Linked DNA regions of Mus musculus: region 1 is linked to region 2. A link is a contact called in public HiChIP or PLAC-seq data. All regions are on one chromosome and are shown on one strand. Each heading gives the region's core, a stretch centred on a gene start, on an enhancer-like site or on the middle of the called end of the contact. The rest is flanking DNA. Distances are from core to core; before and after follow the strand shown.

Evidence for each region. HiChIP or PLAC-seq counts read pairs in DNA pulled down with a chosen protein or histone mark.
Region 1: a contact with region 2 is called in an H3K27ac HiChIP or PLAC-seq map of large pre-B cells, with 4 times the contacts expected there. The contact joins the promoter of Smim26 here to the enhancer-like site in region 2. A contact is called at or near these places in 2 of 39 promoter capture datasets (embryonic stem cells and pre-B cells), 2 of 115 datasets of contacts at active chromatin or transcription factors (craniofacial prominence and large pre-B cells) and 1 of 9 other capture datasets (liver).

Annotation. Positions count from the first base shown.
Region 1 is chr2:144,591,573-144,598,446 of GRCm38.p6, forward strand. It overlaps Smim26 (small integral membrane protein 26), which reads left to right and starts at 2,493. Exons shown (of 2, transcript NM_001033297.3): 1 at 2,493-2,633; 2 at 3,476-3,794. The coding sequence starts at 2,519. The coding sequence ends at 3,684.
Region 2 is chr2:143,838,237-143,844,991 of GRCm38.p6, forward strand. Bfsp1 (beaded filament structural protein 1, in lens-CP94) reads right to left here. Exons shown (of 8, transcript NM_009751.2): 5 at 3,438-3,545. Among named protein-coding and RNA genes, the nearest start is that of Bfsp1, 22 kb to the right of the region's middle. Within about 2 kb of position 2,860, at least 31 of the 459 cell types and tissues checked have an H3K27ac peak or open chromatin away from gene starts, as enhancers often do. A contact at or near this core is called in pre-B cells, where this site is marked.

The sequences.
Region 1 (6,874 bases), core at 1,243-3,742, 750 kb after region 2:
GTGTAGCATTCATAAGTTCAATACTGTACGGAACTTGGGGGATACATACACACTAGAGGTACCGAGCAAGCCGACAGTCTGGATTTGTATACAACAGAGACTAGAGAGACTAAAATCAAACAGTTGATGAGAATGGGAAGAGAGGCAAGTGCGAAATAATACAATTATAATTCTGCTCCTTAGAGCTTCGTTGAGATAGACTTTTACATAAAATATCTTCACCCAGTTAAGTGTACAATTCAGTCAGTTTTGCTAGATGAAACCTATGTGTTGGCCATAGACCACTGGCAGCCTTCTCCCTGTATATATCCATTGACTTTTAGGGCTTCTGTCTTGTTTGTTTTCCATTTACCCTAATCCATCTGAGATTCCTACATAGTGCCAACTGGTATACTACTTTTTAATCTGATGTTTCCTCAGATTTTTGAGTGGTTTCTCCTTTTGTTGCTGTGAATAAAATGTATCTGAACACTGTACACAGGGCTCATAGACAACAGCTTTTCATTTCTCTTGAGGAAGTAACTAGGAGTGGAGTAGAATGGAATAGATTGTAAGATTGTTATATGTTTAACCTTAGGGGCTGGAGAGAGCTCAGAGGTCAAGAGCACTTGGTATTCTTCAAGAGAACCTTGGGTTCAGAACCCAGCACCCATGTCAGAATACTCCTAACCACCTGTAAGTCCAGCTCCAGTAGTGTCTGATGCCCTTTTCTGGTCTCCACATGCACCCGCATATATGTAGCATACAGTCTCACACATACATATAAAAAAGAAAAATCTTGAAAAAGAAAAACTGCCAGCTTTTAAAGAGGCTCTAACATATGCTCTTACCAGTAAGTTCCGATGGCTCAACTGGGCTGGGAGGATGGCTCAGTAGATACAGTGTTTGATCTACAAATAGGAAGACCTGAGTTCTGATCCCCAGCATCCTCATGAAAAGCCAGGCACAGAGGTGAGCACCTGTAGCCCCAGTCCTGGGGAGTGGGCCCCTGGAGCTGGCCGGTCCCCAGTCTAGCTGAGTCAGCGAGCTACAGGTGAGCGGTCTTGTCACAAAATTCGGTGGAGTGTGAGTAAGGAAGATGGCTGATGTCAACCTCTGACTTTAAAATTTTCCATTTTCCTCAACTGGGAGTTTTAGGTCCAGTTATCAGCTTCCCTTCTGTGGTTTCTCATACCCAAAGAAATCTTTGCCTATTCCAGGTTGGCAAGGATTTTTAGGTGTGCATGTGGTTGCTTTTAGGTTTATAACTTGAGCTTTTATATTTAAACACACAGTCCCTTTTGAGTTAAATGTTATACAGGTATATATTTCTGTAGGGTAAACACAAATGTAAAAGGAAAGATAACAGAGAAAATGTTTTGAACCCACCAGAGAAGCATGCAGGGTCAGTAGCGTCAGTTGCTTTAGAAGTCAAGTTCGAGGAAGGCTGAAATAGCCAAAGTAGGTTACCCGGCCCTCTCTGGGGAAACACCTCAGGCTTGCTCGCAGATTGTCTAGTTTACTGGTGTGCAGACAAATTATTCTTGGAAGAAGTGTATGAATAGGACAAGCGGTTGGACCTGGCAAGATGGCTCCGTGGGTAAGAGAACTGACTGCTCTTCTGAAGGTCCTTGAGTTCAAATCCCAGCAACCACGTGGTGGCTCACAACCACTGGTAATGAGATCTGACGCCCTCTTCTGGTGCATCAGAAGACAGCTACAGTGTACTTATAAATAAATCTTTGGGCCGGAGCAAGCGGCCGACTGGAGTGAGCAGAGGTCCTAACATTCAATTCCCAACAACCACATGAAGGCTCACAACCATCTGTACAGCTACAGTGTATTCACACACATAAAGTAAATAAATAAACAAATCTTTTTTTTTTTTTAAGACAAGCGGTCGATGGAATCTAAGGCTTTTATTTTTATTTTTTAAAGATGTGTGCACCTATTTATTTATTTTTGGTTTTCCAAGACAGGGTTTCTCTGTATAGCCCTGGCTGTCCTGGAACTCACTTTGTAAACCAGGCTGGCCTCGAACTCAGAAATCCACCTGCCTCTGCCTCCGGAGTGCTGGGATTAAAGGCGTGCGCCACCACGCCCGGCTTGCACCTTTTTATGAGGAAGAATAAAAGCCAATAGGGTGATAAGACAGAATGGTGGGCGACAGGGTGTAATTGGGAAAGGACCAAGGAAGCCTCAAAGAATTGAACCTAGAGTTCCAGAAAAGTATATAGGAAAGAAGCGAGTTGCAAACACCATTTCAAATACTGTCTGACAAATGGAGGGCAGGTATTACACCTTTGCAAGTGAGGAATTTTCAAGTCACCATCTGCTCCCCAGCATATAGTACACAGTGCAGTTGTCAGCTGCCAGCTGAGCGCCTAACCTATGGTCTCCTTGATGAAAATCTTCGTCCTTGCCGGGATTAACTATGGACTACGAGTCCCAAAATGCATCGCGGCCGGAGTAGGACGTAGCTTAGGACCTATTGGTTGTTGCAGACATCTGGAAGGACTTCCTCCTCTCCTATGGAGCCATGCGAGCTGAAAAGGCCTCTCTCTGGTACCGGCGAATGTCCCTTGTCTACGCACTTGGCGCCTGGTCCCTGCTGGGCTCGGCGTTTTTCCTTTCACGGAAACAGAAAGTATCAGGTAGGGTTTCCTGGCAAGACAGTCCTTGCAGCCGCCGCTTCCCGCCCATTGCCCCTGGTCACCGAAGCGACTTTCTGTACTTGAACTCCGGGGTACTAAGCAAAACTGCTGCAAGCGGGTACTTAGATAATTTGCGGTGATGGACTCTGCAAAGAGCAAGACTCCAGGAGCTAATAAGTATTATCATCTGAACCTTATTTATTGATTGACTAAGTCTGTCCACATGTTCAGCTAGAATTTGTGAATTCACCCGTGTCGTGCTAGGTGGATTCTAGAGCCTCGGACAGTAGTCCGGGTGCTGCTCATTTCCTTGAAACTGTCGCATGCGGCGAGCAAGCAGTTTCAGGTCTTAACAGCAACCAAGGAGTATTAAAATTATCCCAGTTGTTGCGTGAAACTCCCTGAACTTTCAAATAACATGCTGGAAATCAAAGGTACTGGAAAGTCAGTTGGTGTAATCGCTTGAGACCAGAGTGATAGAGAGGATGGAAGGTGACTCTGAGTGGCTGAAAGTCCCTCTAAAATCGGTTGCGGTGCTGGTTGCCCAAGCCGAATAGACTAAACACCATTGAGTTGTACCTTGTAATAGGAGTTTGAATGTATGTTAGGTATATGTCAATAAAGCCATGGTGTTAAAAACTGCTGGAAATTCTTGGACATGAAGGTGGTTTGAAAGTTCACACGGTCATCATGGTTGTTCTTTTTCTCTCTGCCTTTTCTTTTTGGAGAAAGATAACAACAATAGACATCTGATGGCATAATCATACTTTGGTTTATTATGTCCAAGGCTTTAAGGACTGATGTCTAAGTTAATAATTTCAGGTTCTTTTCTTTTCTTTAAGACTGTGAAGAAGGTCAAGAGGATGGCTCAAGGAATGAAACACCTTTTTCTACAAGTGAAGACTCTGATTTAGAAACGGAAACGGTCGAGCTTGGTGGAGGGTTTTATGTGAAATCATTTTTAAAGTATTCAGAAAATTCTGTCCCAGCCACTCAAAGGTTCCTGACCTATCTGAAGTCATGGACTGGTGGGCCTGGCCCGCAAGCGTGAACAGCTGCTGAATTCTGCAAACAAGGACTTGGCTCAGTATTTGATAGATGCCTTGATTTCCATTTCATGTATTTAATTTAATTTAATAAAATATAAGCATTAATAATGTGCAACCAGTGTCTTCTTGAAGGTACTGAACACATAATTCAAGAGGTAGTCTTCTCTGTCCACATGGCTGAAAAGCTGATAGAAAGCACACACGGATGCATGTGTGTATGTTGCATGTGTGAATGGAGGTCAGAGGACAGTTTCCAGGAGTCTCCTTCCACCGTGTGGATCAAACTCAAGTCATCAGGCACTTGCTGAACCATCTCACAGGCTCTGAAATTTCAGTTCTTAAAAATCTACTTAGGGTCTGGAGAACTAGCTCAGCAGTTAAGAGGACTTGCTGCTCTTCCAGAGGACCAGAGTTCAGCTCTCAGCACCGTCATCTTGCACAGTCATAGACTGGTATCTGATGCCTTTGGCCCTCGTGGGCACCTGCACTCCAGTGCATGTTTCTGTTCGAAGATGTACACACCTGAATGTCATTAAAAACAATATAAGCAAATCTTAAGAAAAAAAAAAAAGTATGTGCACACGTTTGTACCTGAGGGCAGGAGCATGCCACACATGAGTGTGGAGGTCAGAGGCCAACTTTAAATGTTCATCCTAGTCTTAAACTTTCTACTTTGTTTGAAAGAGGATCTCTCTTTGCTGCTGTGCTGTGTTCCCCAGGCTAGTTGTACTGCAAGCTTTCAGGAGATTCTCTTGGCCTCTGTTTTAGGAATGCTGGGGTTAATACATGCCTCTGCATCAGGGTTTTTATGTTGGACCCAAACTCGTGTTGTCAAACATCAAGCACAGTGACTTACGGAATGATTTCTCTGGCCCTGATAATGAAAATTACATTCAGCTTCTGTAAGTTAAATTTCTGGCATATAGCTTATGTAACTTAATTTTCATGCTACTATTAGATAGTACTTTAGTTGTCCCAGTAAGGTTAGATTGAGTACAGTCTCATGGGGCATTCAAAGCAGCCCTCCACCAGACACCCGTGAGTACTGGATAACATAATAACTTCTTATTATGGAATTAGACTATTAGAACTTAGAAGTTAGATAGACTTGGCCTGTTCTTTGGGACTTTTGCCTGAACGAGTATGTCCGTGCTTGCCATGATTAACTGGTGTCCAAAGAGATCAGAAGAGGTTGTCAAATCCTCTGGAACTGGAATCACAGCTAGTGAGCTGCCATGTGGGTGCTGGGAATTGAACCTCGGAACCACTGAGCCAGCCGTCTCTCTACCCTTATGTAATGTTTTTGTTTGTTTGTTTGTTTTTGTTTTGTTTTTTGGTGTCTTTGAGATAGAGTCTTTTTCTATGTAGCCCTGGCTGTCCTGGAACTCTATGTGTATTTAGATCAGGCTGGCTTCAAAAAGCTCTGCTTCTCTTCTAAGTGCTGGAATTAAAGGCACGTGCCACCATACCCACACTCTTGAGTAGTGGGTTTCCCCCCCCCCTGGTTTTTCGAGACAGGGTTTCTCTGTGTAGCCCTGGCTGTCCTGGAACTCACTCTGTAGACCAGGCTGGCCTCGAACTCAGAAATTCGCCTGCCTCTGCCTCCCAAGTGCTGGGATTAAAGGCGTGGGCCACCACGCCCAGCTGAGTAGTGGTTTTCACTCATAGATATTTGAGACACTGCAAGGCATAGGGGTGGATGGTAGGATAAGAATCCCAACGGTTGAGATATTTTTTTCCCAGGCCAAGAGCCAGTTGATACTAATTGAATATATTTATATTAGAACAGTGTGGTAGGCATCGAGCTGAATGAGCAAGAATCAGCCTAAGACAGGAAGGGAAGCATGGGAGAGGTGGGTGAGCTGAGGGGGCCTCTAGTAGAATGCTCTCTGAGTGTAAACAGAGCACTGGTTAAGTCCTCAGCACTCAGGAAACCAGCAGCAGGTACCTTACAAAACATCTCCCATCTTTAGAGATTTTACAGACACGGAAGGGCGAGAGCTAAGGGAGTGGGGCGTCTGGCAGGACAGAGCAGGACAGAAGTCTAGGATAAACTGCTAGACTTCTACTCTCATGGGGCAATAGAATACTGTAAGAGCATAAGGGGCTGGAAAGATGGCTCAATGGTTAAGAGCACTGTCTGCTCTTCTAGAGGACCTGGGTTCAATTCCCAGCACCCACATGGGGGCTCACAACAATCTCTAACTTCAGTCTGGGGGTGTCTGATTTCCTTTTCTGGTAGAAACTACTTAGAGCAAACTAATTTTTTTTTCTTTTTTAATTAGGAAGAACCAAATTAATAATATTGTAGATCAGTTATTTAGAGAAAGGTCTTTAATCAAATATGAATCATTTGTAATGAAACCACAATTATAAACAGTGCTTTGCTGGATCAGTGGGCTCATACCAACTCAAAGGGAGTTATTGTTATCCTACTAATAACTTTCTCCCTTTTCTTTTTTTCCTGGCCAGGATGTACCAAAGTTCATGCATAATACAGTCTTCTCCCATTTTATTTATTTTGTGTGCACGTCTGTGAACATGCATTTGCATGTGATATAGGGTGCATGTGGAGCTCAGAGGACATTTAGTGATGTCAGGGAGAGGTCTGGGGATCAAACTCAGGTCATTAAAGGCAGCAAGTGCCTTTTCTTTTTCTTTTTTAAAAAAAGATTTATTTATTTATTATATGTGAGCACACTTCAGCAGTCTTCAGACACACCAGAAGAGGGCGTTGGATCCCATTACAAATGGTTGTGAGCTACCATGTGGTTGCTGGGAATTGAACTCAGGACCTCTGGAAGAGCAGCCAGTGCTCTTAACTACTGAGCCATCACTCCAGCCCCCAGGGAGTGCCTTTACCCATTGAGCCAGACTTTTTTCCCTGGATGTGAAAAACTGACTACTTGATAGAATGTTCCTGATTTAGGTTTTTTAAACAATTAGATGCAGAGTCTCCTGCAGTGCAGTTTGCATTTCGATTGTACAGTTCCACCCTTGAACTGATGCTCCTGCCTCTCTACCTCCTGAGCGCTGGGATTCCAGGTAAGTGTTGCCATCCCTGGCTTATATGATGCTAAGGGCTGAACCTAGGGCTTCCTACATGGTAGCTAAGTACTATGTTCCACTGAGCTACACTTCTAGCCCCAGGTTAAGTTTTGTTGTTGCAGAATTACCACTGTATCCTTCAAT
Region 2 (6,755 bases), core at 1,610-4,109:
CACCCTGGGAGACCCAGAACAGAGAGACCAACCTGCTTGCCCCACTCCCTGACTTACAGAACAGTGTGAAAATGAGAAAATACGCAGGAGCCACGTCACATACATGGGCTGTGACAACCCGTGAAGGTGGCACACCTGAGGTTCATTAGACCAATTTTTGTTATTTTGTTAGACCAATTTTGTTATGTTCAGTATTTTGTTACTGAACAGTCACCTCTCTGGATCCTAAGAGTCCCAATCAACCAATTATGCCTCTGCTGAAAAATATATATATATGTGTGTGTGTGTGTGTGTGTGTGTGTGTGTGTGTGTGTGTATAACCATGTTTGTCATCATTTCCTAAATAATAAAAAATAAAACTACTTATACCCACTCACACTATCCTGGATGTTATAAGTTGTTGGGGTTGAGTTCAAGGCTATGGGAGAACTTCATAGTTCACATACAAGCACTAAGCACTTTGGAGTCTTGAGCAAGTGTGATTTTCAGTACCTGTGGGGTTGTGAAGACTAATCCCCCTTGGATACTGACAAGCGACTGTACATGCCCTGCAGAGCATCATGGACGTGCACTGGTCCACTTGACCACAGTGTGGAAGCACTGTGCTTTCTGTAGAGGCCATGCTTCCTGTTTGCATTTTGCCTTCGTGCATAGCAGTGGTGTGGCAGCAAGCCATGACTGTATCAGCCAGGACACACCCTACACTCGACAGGGTGCTGTGCTGTAAGGTTGGGGTGTGTAATAGATAAGTGGGCCATATAAAAGCCATGTGCACCTCAGGTTACTTCAGCTTGCTGCAGATTCATCCAGACATGACCCCTCGAGTCAAGGACACTGGATAACATATGGATAACTATCTTTATAGAATTGGCTTGCTTTGAATAATTTTTTTTGCCTTCAACAACATTTTATGAGAAAGGATCCACAAACTTCACCAGACTAATAAAATCTAGGGACAGGGAAGGGAACCTAGAGGAGAAAGTGAGACCCTACCTTAGACACAGAGATAAACTGCTAAGTCTCAGTAGTGTCAGAGGCTGAGAACAGGACCTGACCCAACAGTTATACCTCATGTACTCAGAAACCAGGCCAAGCCTGTTGTTTCCCACCCAATGAACTATAACTAAGAGTTTGAAAAACATGGGTTTCCAGGACCATAACAGGCCTGCACCTGCTTCCTCAGTCCCATGCACACATGCACAATACACACATCCCACATGCAGGCACATGTACCCTACATCAATAGATCACACACTTCCTATACATATCATGGTTTTATAGCCATCAAAAATATGTGTGCACACAAAGAAAGACAAACAGTCTCCCCCCTCCCCCCCCCCCGCAGAACTAAAATTTTCCATGTGAGGCTAGGGCCTTGATCTTTTTAGTATCTAGGGCTGTGTTTTTCAACTTTGTCACCCAGACCACAGGAAGTGACATAGTTCACACCATAGGCCACATCATATGTGTGCATTTGAGCAAATACATGTGTAGTCAAAAATATACAGATACATTTAAGACAAAAGTTTTCCAGGATAAACTTTGTATACTTCTCACTGCCATGCATTCTGTTACTTCTTATTCCCAGCGCCATTGTGTTGCTTTCTTCTAATTTTTTATAAAGACTTATGTATTTACTGTACGTATATGAACACACTGTCACTATCTTCAGACACACCAGAAGAGGGCATCAGATCCCACTACCGATGGTTGTGAGCCACCATGTGGTTGCTGGGAATTGAACTCAGGACCTCTGGAAAAGCAGCCAGTGCTCTTAACCCCTGAGCCATCTCTCCAGCCTGCTTTCTTCCTTTTTTGTACCAGTCAATTCTACTGAATTCATTTTACACCTGGTGAATTTCAAGGAACAATTTGAAAACCACAGTCTCCAGAACCGGGACTGGGCCTACACCCACTTCCTCAGTCACATGTAAAACACTTACACCATACACACATCCCACGTGCATGCACATATGCCCTACACAGATAGATGAATAAGTCATACTTCATATGAACATCACACGCCACACATATACCTGACATTACACACCCCACATATACACATGTATATACACATACATGCACACATGCAGAGCCCACGCACCCTTCACATTACACATGCATGCAATATACATATCATACACACTTTACAATATACTCTACATACATACACAGCAAATACACTCAAATCACCTCATATACTCACACACTACCCACAGACCTTATATACACATATACGACATACACCACACACACTATATACATATCACACACACACACCACATTCTCTACATAAACATTTCTCCATCTCTCCCTTCTCCACTCCCCTCCCTCCCTCAAAAGAAACCACGGTCACTGAGAAGTATCTAGTCCCTGAGGCATGGTTATGTCCTGGGAAGAAGGCATTTTTAAGGCCTGACTCAATTTCTCTCCTGTGATCTTTCACTCAGGGGGCAACCACTGTTCCTTGTTGCCCCCTTGTTGTAGCATTGTCTTCTGGGACTGCTGCACAGTGAGAGCTTTATGAGGGGCCCAGTGGGGATGGAAAACAGGATGTCAGAAATGGTGATTAAATGAGAATCCAGTTAAGTTTTTCCTGATGCCCTGGACTCTGAACAGTAGGCCCTGAGTGTCATGACAACCCAGATGCCCCGGGTTTTACAGTCAGAATTTTAGATCTTTTTCTCGTTTGTTCCTTGAGGGTACCTGTCTACTAAATGCCAATTGATTGGTTTGGGATGTGTGGTTACCCAGCTGTAGGAAGGGCAGCATTTAAGCCCGACATTCAACGTCTCTGTGCCCATCTGCATGGAAATGAGAGCGTGTGAAGCAGTCAGGGCTGTGAACCATGAAACCCACAACTTAAAAGGAAACAGAACTGTGAGCCTCACACTAGCAGACATCTCATGAGAGGCGAACACTGGTACAAGCCAGCCTCCTGCCTCCCTGCGGGCACTCTTCCCAGACCATCATCAATTCCAAAGGAGAGACCACAGGGAGAGGAAAAACAGGGATGCCCAGATTTGAGTGAATATGTGGTTAAAACCCTGGTGTGTGTGTGTGTGTGTGTGTGTGTGTGTGTGTTTTCTAAATGTTAACAGGCTTGACAAAGGCAAAGTGATCCATGATGAGATGTGTTATTTTCCTTGGTAGAAGAGATGTGACTCAATGGAGACAAGAGAAGAGCCACCATGAGGCTGGGTGTCCACGTGTCCCTGTCTCCATCCCTGTCATCCTATGTCCCAGAACTCTTCTTAGCAGAATGCTAAAACACACATTCCGGGAAATCTCAGCCCAGGGCAAAGCAAGGTGTTTGTTCCCCTGCTCAGAATGCTGTGGTGCAGGGCACACGGGTGTGCTGAGTCTGTACACCACAGAACTGGACACCTCTGCCTTCATGTGTCGGTTCAATAAGATACGCCGAAGATGGATCATACCTGGGCCTGCAGCTCAGCTTTCTGTGCCTGCAGGTGGGTGACTGCCTCTCGGCCCTCCTCCAGCTGGTTCTGCAGGGCAGCCACTTCCCGTTCTGTGAACAGCTTCTCCTGCATGAGGAGGCCAGACTGAGATTCAGACAAAGAAGTGCAAAGATAAAAGAGACAATGAAGGAGTAAGAACCCTTCTTTGTATCCCCCCAAGCTCATGTGCCAATCCCCGATCTGCTAAGGCATTGGTGAGTGGAAACCTATGGAAGGTGATTAGGGTCATGAAAACGGAGCTCCGTTAGGACTTAGTGCTAATGAGAAGACGAAGAGGTAACGGAGACCTACCCCTGTCCCCCAACCACCACCACATGGCACACAGTGAGGAAGAATCTGCAACAGGTACCAATTCTGCCAGCACCTTGATCTTGGACTTCCAGTCTCCAGAGCTCTGAGCAATAAACTAAGGAGTCCTGTTCCAACTGCCCAAGCTGACCCAAACAGGCCCACAGTGGCCACTGTCTGAACCATTAACTGCTCAAGAGGAAAAGCTCAGACAACAAAGAGCAAGAGAGCCAAGCATAGACCTATTTGTGCCACAGACTGGCTAGCCAGACAGATATTTGACTTTCAAAGCCTCCGTTTTCCCTTTTGTGAAAAGACCACTGTGGAATGCAGATGCTCATTTGGCTAAGGGTTCTGTGCCTATGAAGATGAAAATCATTTTGTTCTCTGAGCCATCAGCTATGCCACAGTGCCAAGCAGAAACCATCTAGCCCCAAAAGGTGAAAGGCAAGAAGAGGCCTGATGAAGCCGAGACACTGATGATCAGTGGGGCAGTCCAGAAGGAAACCCCCTTCCAGCCTGTCCACAATCTGTCATGGCTTGCCTCTCCACCTATTCAAAAATACCAGTGATTCTTAAAGGCTAACTGTTCAGGAGCCCTGCCTGCAACACAGAGGACACTGCCTCAAAACCCTAGAAACCCAAACCTGAGTCTATACCAAGTGCTTTCCATGTTCAAGCCACATACAGAAGGCAGCCCCTGCCCACCAATACCTCACAAGGAACTGCTATAGTGTAGATCTCCAGGGTTCGTGTGTTGAAGGCTTGGTCATTATCATATAGAATTGTGGAAAGAGGGTGAAGCCTTTAGAAGGGGGTCCTAGTGTGTGGGACCGTGAAAGGTAGCCTGGTCCCCGGTTGAGCTAAGGCTTGAAACCCCAGAGACCCTGAAGGGAAGGTAGGTATTTCACCGGTTACTGGGCACCAGGCCCCTGTCACTTGTCATAGCTCCTAATAGATTTATGGCCATAGGTCATGTAAGGGCAATGCCCCAAGCCCCTCTACTTATAGAGGACGTGACCTGTGGTCACATAGGTTCAAGACAGATCTCCATTTTAATGAGGTACCTAGAGGACTGGAGGGCTTAGCCAATTCACTTTCCTTCCCAGACACTCCTCCCTACAAAAGTTGTTTAACCTCAGGCCCGCCCTGAGAAGTAGAGTATGGTTTTACTCATCCACTTTTTATTTATGACAATAAATATCTTAAAAACATGGACTCTCTTTTCTTCGGGATCCACCATGGGGAGCCAAGGAGAAGGCTTTGGCCTATAGAGCCACCGTCTAATCTCCCGTAGAAGGCCATTCTGTGCTCCTAGCCTCAATGACCAAGCCTGGCCTAAGACTGCCACCCATCAAGCCAAGGACTCTCCCTTGGGACCAGCCTGAGCATCCCCTTTTTCCCTGGGCTAGACCTAGCCTGTGGGCCCCGACTCCATTCTCAGCCCTCCTTCATCTTCCAGCAATGCCTGGCCGCCAGAGCCTAAAAACCAGACGGGCCCCAGCCTTGTCGCAGGCTCGGGGACCCCAAGGCAGCTCCAGCTGTCCCTGCCTCAGACTGTGCTTCCCTACATCCAGAGCAGTGTCCTGGGACTTCCCTACAGCCCAACACCTACCCAGCGACAGAGTGGGCTAAGCGCAGTCGACCTCCCGAGTCCTGCCTCTCCAGCGGCCATGCCCTGTGGCAGAGCAGACACAGGACCCATAACCCTACACTAGTGGGAACAAGCAGGGGTGTTATACCCTTGAAGGAGATTCTGGGTCCCAAACCCCCTTTCTCTTTCTTGTTCTGCTCCTTCCATGATGTGCCACACTGCCACAGGCTCACAACACGAGGCCAACTGACCAGTCTGAAACCTTTAAGGCCTGGTTCACTTCCCCCAGCTAGGCTCTACCTGCTAGAGGTTCCATAGCCTTCCAAAAGTAAGCCACCAACTAGGGACTAAGCATTCAAACACATGAGCCTGTAAGAGACATTTTACATTCAAACGCTAACTGTTCATTTGTGCAAAGGTGACTTCCACAAATTTCCAGAAATAAAACATGTGAGAGTTGATGTAAGAAACCTTTGCAAACTAAGCAGTGTGCAGAACTCTGGAGCTGAGATTCACAACAAACAGGGCAGGAAGCTTTCTAAATCTATGCCTCCATCTTTCCTGTGCACAGATGGACACCAAGACAATAAGTATCACCCACCCCTGCCATCAACAGCCAATAGCTCTTAGGGGAAGACTAGACACCCATGACCCCACACCATGCATAACTATGTTGACCAGCACAGCCTTGTGCAGACCCGACGCAGGTAATGAGGGTTGTTATAAGTTCCCACGTGCAGCAGCCGTCATCTAAATGGGAGTTTTAGACTGAGAAAAAGATTTTACATCTCTCACGCCTGCCAGAGGCCCACAGTCATGAGCAGAGCTGGCCTTTGAAAATGAAATGTCTTCAAGTTTCAACTTCATGACCAAAATGCTAAAGAGAAGAAGAAAGCAAACAGTGGGGATGCCTCGCAGATGAATCCCCAACACAGCAGAGTTGAGAATGGGGCCTAGTTGAAGGTTCTTGTCCTGGGAATGGATTGGTGCCTCTATGAAGAAGCTCGTGGGAGGGGCTTCTCCTTTTCGGTTCCTCTGACATGTGAGGATGAGGAATTTGCCCATTTTTTTCCTTCCCACCTTCCAAGAAAGGCAGCCCAAGACAGCCCCAAACCAGAAGCTAGTTCTTTGATCTTGGACTTCCCAAACTCCAGACTGTGTGAAACTAATTTCTGTACTTTATAAATTATTCAGCATATGGCACTGTATTATAGCAAATCAGACAGGCTTAGGTACATCCCAACTTTAAGACACAGGCAAAAGAGGAGAGCAGATACATTAACAAAGAAAACTGATTGACAGCCGCTAAATCAGACAACGATACCTAGCATCATTAGCTACTGGAGGATGCAAATCAACCACAACCAGACTCACTACACACCGAGCAGAGAAAC